Linked DNA regions of Gossypium hirsutum: region 2 is linked to region 1. A link is a contact called in public Hi-C data. All regions are on one chromosome and are shown on one strand. The core of a region is the stretch at or near the end of the contact, and the rest is flanking DNA. Distances in the headings are between cores, read along the strand shown.

Region 1 (4,409 bases), core at 1,132-3,631:
TTGTTCATTTATGGATTATAAAATGTTTTATAATAACATTTAATTTATTTTTGTGTTATTATAAATGCACAATTTTGAATAAGGTCATGTAAGTATTTAATTTTAATAGAATAATGTTAAAATGATATTAACGTTTGGTTGACTGAATTTTACATTGCGACTCATAATGTTACATTTTGAAATGAGATTGTAGTGTTTGGATTCTCAACATTCCGTCCATCCTGTACTCTCACATTTTGGTGTTTCATGTTAAACTAATAACTTGAATTTATTTCTTTTATGAAATTATTAAATTAACTAGATTTTTTTATATGGTCCTATTTTTTGAAAATAAAATCCTCTATCTTTTCTTATCTTACAAAAAAATTCTAAAAATAAGTACTAATAACTTATATTATCAAACAAAATCTAAATTGCCACAAAAATTAACAAATTAAAAAAGAGAGGCACATTGTTTAAAAAAAAAAGCACAATCTTTTTATACTTGTTGGGAAGTCATTAAATTGAACATAAAACTTGGATGCTAATGACCTCACTTTTCATATTAAAAGCAAGCCAAGTTCTTTAGAGCATTGTTAAATTGGGTTCATATAAAAAAAATCAAGGTGTAATGCAAACAAATTTCTTAAGTTATTATAATTTTATAAAAAATTTAAGGCTAAAAAATGTTAAGCTTATAAAAATAAAAATTTTATAATAGGGACAAATTAGTAAAATTTATTTTTAGGTAATTTTATATTTTATTAACCAAACACATGGATCTTATGTTTCAATTAAATAAACTAAATAAGATAATCTTATATTGCACACATAATCTTACATTCTTGTAATTTTATTATTAAACGTAATCTAGGATTTGATGAACCAAACGCACCCTTATTATTTATTCTAATATAATTTTTAATATTTATTGAGCATTATGTATATTTATTTAAAATTAAAATATAATTTTTAATATTTATTAGTTAAATATTTAAATATAATTAAAAAATTCAATTAATTAATCAGTCATAAAATTAACCTTTTATAAATAACAGAGAAAAAACAAGACAATTTTGTTTCATAATTAAGTGAAAATATATACTGATTAATGTAAATAATATTATTAAGTCATTTTTGAATTAAGAATAACTATAAAATTGAAAGGGCTAGATTAGTAAATAAAAGAAAGTAGAAAGCCTTATAAAAATAAATAATACGAAGGGGTTTATGCTGCAAATAACCCCTCTGTTTATCTTCTAGTGCCAATTTTCAATACTTTAATATATATTAGTTTGCATATATTTCAAATAATTCAGTAATTTCTTATAAATTTTGTGAATGTTGATGAATCAATTAAATGTTTTATAATATTGGAAATTGAAAGTTTAGAATTCAATTGGTAGCATCTTTAAAGTCCCACCTACTTTATTTGTGAAATTGTATTATCAATATAGTAATAGAAAATGTTTAATTATGTGGTTCATTACTTACTTTCCAATGCATATTTGTTGTGACAATATGGGAGGAATTACTTTCCTTCAATAAAATGAAGTAAATGGATAGGAATAGCCACCGGAGTAGGGCGACGACGGCTAAGTCAAGTGAAGAGGAAACAATAAACTACTTTACTTACCCACGTAGAAATCTAAAAATTATTAGATTTTCATTACCCATTTAACAGTAGACTACAAAATCAAATTTTGAAAAAAATTTAATGATTAAATTGAGAATTTTTATAGTTGTGTGAACAAAAAAGAATCACCTACATAATTAGGTATTAGTTTAACTTTTTTTTTTGTTTAATTTATGATTTCACACTTGTACTATCTCCATTCTCCTAATATGTCTCTGAACTTGTTAGGACTGATTTACTTTTTGTTCAAACACCTATTTAAACATCTCTTCAAACAACACCTTTGAGACACCTATCCGAGATATTGACTTTTTTACTTGAGCCTTCACCGCTATTTTCTCCATAAGCAAATGAGTGTTGCATTTCAATGTTTCAATCTGAATAATTAAACCTTATTTTAAAGATTCTTCTAAAAAGAACTGATTTATGTGTGAAATCAAAAAGCTTAAACTTTCTAGTACCATCTTACGTGAAGGATGCATGTGCAAGCATTCCAATTATGGTAATTAGGTCTTCAATTTTTGCACCACTCTTTGACTAAAACAAAATTAAGAACTGCCCATGTGTGAGCCACATGGCCTTCAAATTTCGGAGTCTTAGGAACAAAACCAAACATGTCTTAAATAGTAATAATAAAAGTTGTGAGGTTTGAATTTTAATTGCAGAAAAATGGGGTTAATGAGAAATGGACTGCATTCATTTATTGTGGGCCCCCACTCTTCACTCTTCCGGTTCCTCAATAAGTACCCCCCCAACTTTCTTCCCGCTTTCCATTCGCCCCAAAGTTAACGAATCACCCTTTCTTTCTTTTACCTCATAATTTCCTCTTTAAATAAAACAATGGCTGTTGACGCTTCTTCTTCTTCCTTGACACTGCTATGCTTTGCTTCATTGATGTGCCTTTTTGGCATGGTGAATGCAAGAATCCCTGGAGTTTACACTGGTGGCTCTTGGGAATCTGCCCATGCTACTTTTTATGGTGGCAGTGATGCTTCTGGAACTATGGGTATTTCTTTCTTTCTATTAATCTTATAACATTTAATATTTTGTTTTACTTCTAGTGCAAAGCGGTAAAAAAATAACCCATTTTGTTAACATGCATTTTCCAACAAAATCTCTGTTTCGTCTTCTTTTTTTTTATTTTATTGCATTGCATTATTTTCTTCATGTCCATTAAAATGCCTTCAATTGTTTCCCTTTTTTGTTTGTTAAGGCGGTGCATGTGGGTATGGGAATCTGTACAGCCAAGGGTATGGCGTGAACACTGCAGCATTAAGCACAGCCATTTTCAACAATGGGCTAAGCTGCGGAGCTTGCTTTGAGATCAAGTGCACGGATGACCCAAGATGGTGCCACCCAGGCAACCCTTCCATTTTTATTACTGCTACTAACTTTTGCCCTCCTAACTATGCTCTCCCAAGTGATAATGGCGGCTGGTGTAACCCTCCTCGCCCTCACTTTGACCTTGCCATGCCTATGTTCCTTAAGATCGCCGAGTACCGTGCTGGTATTGTCCCCGTTTCCTTCCGCAGGTCAGTCTCCCTCATTACTCTTCCATTTATTAGTATTTTTACGAAGAGAAGGGTGGTGAAATGTGTATACATTTAGGAACCAAACACAGTATTGTTTTTAATTAAAATAACTTTTTACGTACTTCCTTGGGAAAGGCAAAAGGAGGGCCTCAAAAGAATCGCCCTTTATGACCTCATTATCTCGGGGTCTGTTGAGATTTTGAGAATCAATCCAGAATTTAATATCCTTTACCCACACTTAGATCCAACGGTTTTCCTGTGACGCCTGGAATGACCCAAACACCCCTCCTCTCTCGATTCCCAATGATTACCAGGGCAGTACTGTAAATTTGGGGATCACCAAGATTTTCCGCCCATTCAGACATCCTCCTTAAACGACAAAATTGACGACATACCATCATTAATGCAGGAAAAAAGGGCTTTCAATTTATGTAATTTCCACAAACACCCTTCTTATTAAATTATTGATTGATTGACAGAGTGCCATGCCGAAAGCAAGGTGGAATTAGATTCACTATCAACGGATTCCGTTATTTCAACTTGGTTTTGGTCACCAACGTGGCGGGTGCGGGGGATATTGTGAAGGTGAGCGTGAAAGGAACCAACACCGGTTGGTTGAGCATGAGCCGTAACTGGGGTCAGAACTGGCAGTCCAACGCCGTTTTGGTAGGCCAACAACTCTCGTTTAGAGTGACGGGCAGTGATAGAAGAACCTCCACCTCCTGGAACGTGGCACCAGCTAATTGGCAGTTCGGACAAACCTTCACCGCAAAGAATTTCCGTGTTTGATTTTAAACACACTTCTTTCCCCTTTTAATTTTTATTACCACTTCTTCAATTTAACTTTCTCTTTCCTGCCCTTCAATTTTCCTTTATTTTCTCGGGAAAATTTGAAGTGGCGGGTGGGTAAAAATGGGCTTTTGGGTAGGACTTTACGGAAAAGAAAAATAGATAGCAAAGTCACCAAGTGACCATTGTGTGTGTTGTTGGATTTGAGTCATGAGTGTTGCATTTTGTAGTTCTTTTGTTTGTGAATTGCAAGTAAGCTGGTGGGTAACAGTAAAAAAAATTCCAGCTGATGGCAAAAAAAGTTGTAAGGTGGGGGTGCTGAAGCGGCTGCAAAGCAAAAGAAAACATGCAGCCCGCAGCACTCGAGTCATATAGTAGTTTCATTTTTACTGCTATGAGAATAAGAGAGATTTAGATAAACCAAAACAATATTTTCTTGATCTGCAATGTCTTTCTTGTGTCTCTACGTTAAA
Region 2 (4,522 bases), core at 1,496-3,995, 54 kb before region 1:
CATGTTAATGGTTGTTCAAATTATGCCTAACATTTGGAATATACCAAGGTAAGACTATAAATATGCATGCATGTAATGATATGCCATGTTGAATGATAGAGTTTGCTTAATTTGAATGCTTGAAATGGTTGGTATTTGGATATGAGTTTAAGTGCCGGTCATTGGTGTGATTTTGGGTGAGAAATGAAGCTAGAAATGGCTTTATTTTGTCCACACGAACGAACACACGGGCGTATGTCTAGACCGTGTGTGACACACGGCCTAGTACAGGGGCGTGTGGTTAGACCGTGTGTCCCCTACACTTTAAATTTGAGAAAAAGAATGCTCAGAATTGAGCACACGGGCAAAGACACAGACGTGTGTCTCAGCCATATGTGCTACACGGCCTAGAACACGGACGTGTATCTTGGCCGTGTGAAACCTGCACCTAATTTCAAAGAATTTAATTGATCGTACGACCTATTCACACGGGCGTGTGGTCGACCGTGTGCACAAGTTAGAGAGTTACACGGGATTGAACACGGCTGTAGTACTAGCATGTCCCAAGGTCACACGGGCATGTCCCTTGGACCAGATGGGCGTGTGAGCCGTGTAACTTAGAAAATTTTTGTAATTTTGTGAAAAATTCTTGGAGTTTTTGATTAAGTCCCAACTTGATTCTAATACTCATATTGGGCCTCGAGGGTCCATTTAAGGGACAATATGAATAATCTCTGTTAATGAATAGTAATTTACGTGAATTATCTGAAAAATGTTCTGAAAGTTCCGGTAATACTCTGTACCCCTGTTCTGGCAACGGATATGGGTTAAGGGGTGTTACACAAACCCATATCCTCTTGACAACAATACCTATGCTAATTGATTTAATACTCAATTGACGGTGTTGTTTTAATTTCTTTAAATATTGAAATTGTGTAGTGAATGCTATTAAATATTAGGTTAGTAATTATATAGATGGGATAATTGAGTGAAAAATAAATAATTGATTAATTGGTTTAGGTAAAGTTAAAGTTTCAAATATTTAAAATTGATTGAAAAATTTAAAAAAATTTATTATTTTAATTTAATAAAATCTCCTTAATTAGCTTAATTAATTTTAATAGCATTTAGAATTTATTTTATTGATCTAGATTAGATAAAAATTAAATAGTTAATACGTAGCAACTTAAGATTTGGTCTCATGAGAACACACCTTTTCATCACTTAATTACTTCAATTGATACATTCAATTATTTTACAAATTTCACTCATCAAGTTTTCGACGTTGTTACTAAATTCTAACTACATCCTCTGATTATCGATGCTATTTCAATAAGGTCCTTTCGTTATTAAAATCATTAATTTAACTTTTAAATGATACGTCAGATTTTATATGACATTATTTAAAATGAAAACTTTAAAGGAAAATAAATATTATAAAAATAGATGTTGTAAAAGTCTTGATTTTATGGTTCTCAAAGCTTTTATAGAAACAATATTTCATACTCTTTTTTCTATTTTACTCTATTTTTATTTTTAATTTTAAAAATTATGCGACAATATTTTACTTTTCTTTAAAATTTCATTTTTAATTATTTCGCATAAGATTTTACACGTCTTGAAATGTTTAAAATAACAGTTTCAATAATAAAAAGGTTTTATTAATTTAATAGTAATAGTTTAAAAATATAATTAAAACGTTTTAAAGTTTAGAAACTAATTTAAATTGAGGGTCATAATTTGAGGATCTTTTATTGATTGACTTTTTTTCTTATAATATTTGAGTTAATTAACATTTTAAATAATTAAAATAATATTCGATTATTTGTGAAATTAAACTCAATAAAAAATTTAATGCTAGTAGAGATGAGTCGGCCGAGAAGGCCGAAATATAGAAGATATAATTTTTTTTTATTTTGAAAATGTTCTAAAAAATGAAAAATCATGTTTGTCCGACTTGACCCGATTACCCGACATTTACCCTTGACTTAGCGAAGCCGGTATTGTCAAATGGACCATAGAGCCGAGGGCTATGGACGTATTTTACAGAAAAAAAGAAAAAAGGCCCTTATAAGGCCCCTTCATTTTCGTTGCAATGGATACATCGCCCAAAGCTACTTCATTTCTAAACCTTTAGATGATGGATTTTCTTTTTTCTTTCTTTCTAAACTTAACACGATTATATTGGAACAAAATAAAGTAAATTTATGATGATATTTAAATTAGAATAAAATTCAAACGGGAAATTTACATAAATGATACTCAAATTTAAGAATTTTATACTTTAATCTCTTGTTATTGAATCTAGGCTATTAGTAAACACATTGATAATGTTTTTTTTAATAATTTTATTATAGATTCTGATTATATATGTTCTTTTTGACACAATATTTAGAATTATTTATAGCTTCTTCTCAACCCATAAATAGGAGCATAATACGCTACACTCAAACTCACATCATTCTGTATTGACAATAATATTCATGCCAATTGAATTAAAATTATTAACAAATAATTTCTAAGGTATACGAAATAAACAGTAATTAATAGGCCACACAGAAATCAATAGATTTAATCGTATTTAAATGTGTTTGTAATAATTGTATCGTTGTCCTTTTCATTAAATGTATAGTGTGTTTGTATTGTTTCCAAAATTTGTAGACTAAGATACACTAGATTCTTGCATTAGATACAGACAAACAATAATTATCCATTACGGTTTTAGGTAAACGAGACACTAACAATTAAGGAACCTCTTCTTTATTAAGCCTAACGCAGCTATTGTTTTAGAAACTGGCTCAGACCTAGGCCTAGGGGCGTAGGCAAGGTCACAGGCCGAGGCCTGGCCTCCCTCCTCTTTCACATTGTTTTCAAATTTTCATGCTTAAATGTGGTAAATAATTTTCTTTTAGCTTCAAAAAAAAATTATAATTTTCTCTCTTTTTATTTATTTATTTATTCTCACTCTTACAAAAAAATTCTGGCTCCTAGGACTGCAAAATAGAGAATACTGTTTGAACCATGGAAGCATGTGAGAGCACCAAGATTTGCTGATAACAGAAACAAGGTAGGGTTAACTCTATGCCATGTATCCAACTTGCAACGGGGGAGGGGACCATGTGAGGTCCATTGAGAGCACCATCAATTATTTTATGATGGTTAAAGGAGGATTCTAGTATCTTAGCTAAAAAGAGAGGCTGCAGATAACATTTGCAGATGGAAATTAAACAATTTTCTATTACTTGTGGCTTTGATGACATGTTATGAGGTTACTGAGCATATGGGCCACAGAAACATAGTAATAATAACAAAATGAAATAGTGGATTGATTGACCAAATGGTGAGTGAGGACATCCGATTCTTGGTTTGTAGCATGAATCAAGCCAATGCAAAATCAAACTGTAAGCACCTCAAAATCAACATGAAAGGCCAAGAAAAGTCTTCAACATATCCAATGAGCAGTCTAGTTGGCTAATAAATTCTGGGTTTGTTGCGATTAGAACATTAAACATGTCTGCAGTTGAATTGATGGAAATGATCCTAAAAAGAAGCAGAAAATATACTTTCAATGATAAATGTGAACTAAATAGAGTAATTGAGCGTGGATTTACATGATTTGGAGTGAAGGGAGGGGTGGATAAGTGGGGTTAAAACAAGTGTAATATGGTGTCATGGTAAAGGATGCACCTCTCCACACCTCCATCTCACTCTCTATCATCCAAGAGTGAAGTTAGAACAAATTTTTAGGGGTCGAATGAAATTTTAATTTTGTATAGTATATACTTTTATAATTTTTAAAGGATTAAATCGAATTTTTATAATTTTAGAGGGGTCAAAGTATAATTTTACGTTTATTAATTTAAAATTTTTAAAAAATTTCAATAGTCTAAATAAAAAATTTCCATTTAGGGGGGCCAGGGTCTCTACCAACCCCCCGTATCCGCCTTTTCTATCATCCTCTTTAATCTCGTCCAAATCAATTTCACCATCTGTCACTTCCATATTACAAATCGGAGAAGGGGAACGATAAAATATTGATATTTGGGATGTTAACAAGCAGTCTTATGCATGAATATATTAAATATCAAATTTAAAATTAGGGAGTTGTTATATATTTTTAAAAAAATTTATAAAATTACATGGATGCCCTCTTGATGGAATTTCTGATTTTCTCTCCATATTTCTCTCTCATCATGTAATAAATCGTGAGATTGTTAATATAAACACACTTTCTCATAACGTAATTAATGTAAAAATATTTTCTCATAATATAATAAATATAAACATGCTTTTTCATAATAAAAAAATACTTCTCAATAAAACGGGTTGAGAGTATGAGAAGTATTACATTTATCTACATAATTAATTTTTATTTATTTTTATTTTGCTAAAGCTTAAATATATTTGCCAAACCTTTAACTCGCTTGTGAAATCTAAAATACTCCATTAACGATATATTAAATAATTTTTCTTTAATTATTTTATAAAATAAATTAATTTTATCTGGTACTCTTAAACTAATTGCCTACAAAATCATTTTCTC

Evidence for each region. A called contact is a pair of places that touch in the nucleus more often than the background predicts.
Region 2: a Hi-C map of leaf shows a contact between it and region 1, with 2.7 times the contacts expected there. The contact joins the enhancer-like site here to the promoter of LOC107948911 in region 1. A contact is called at or near these places in 17 of 34 Hi-C or Micro-C datasets (anther, callus, cotyledon and 4 more).

Annotation. Positions count from the first base shown.
Region 1 is chrA04:73,175,022-73,179,430 of Gossypium_hirsutum_v2.1, reverse strand. LOC107948911 (expansin-A6) reads left to right here and starts at 2,381. Exons shown (of 3, transcript XM_016883572.2): 1 at 2,381-2,621; 2 at 2,829-3,147; 3 at 3,627-4,409. The coding sequence starts at 2,456. The coding sequence ends at 3,936.
Region 2 is chrA04:73,228,819-73,233,340 of Gossypium_hirsutum_v2.1, reverse strand. No RefSeq gene overlaps it. Among protein-coding and RNA genes, the nearest start is that of LOC121228333, 17 kb to the left of the region's middle. Within about 2 kb of position 2,745, at least 5 of the 9 cell types and tissues checked have an H3K27ac peak or open chromatin away from gene starts, as enhancers often do. A contact at or near this core is called in hypocotyl and leaf, where this site is marked.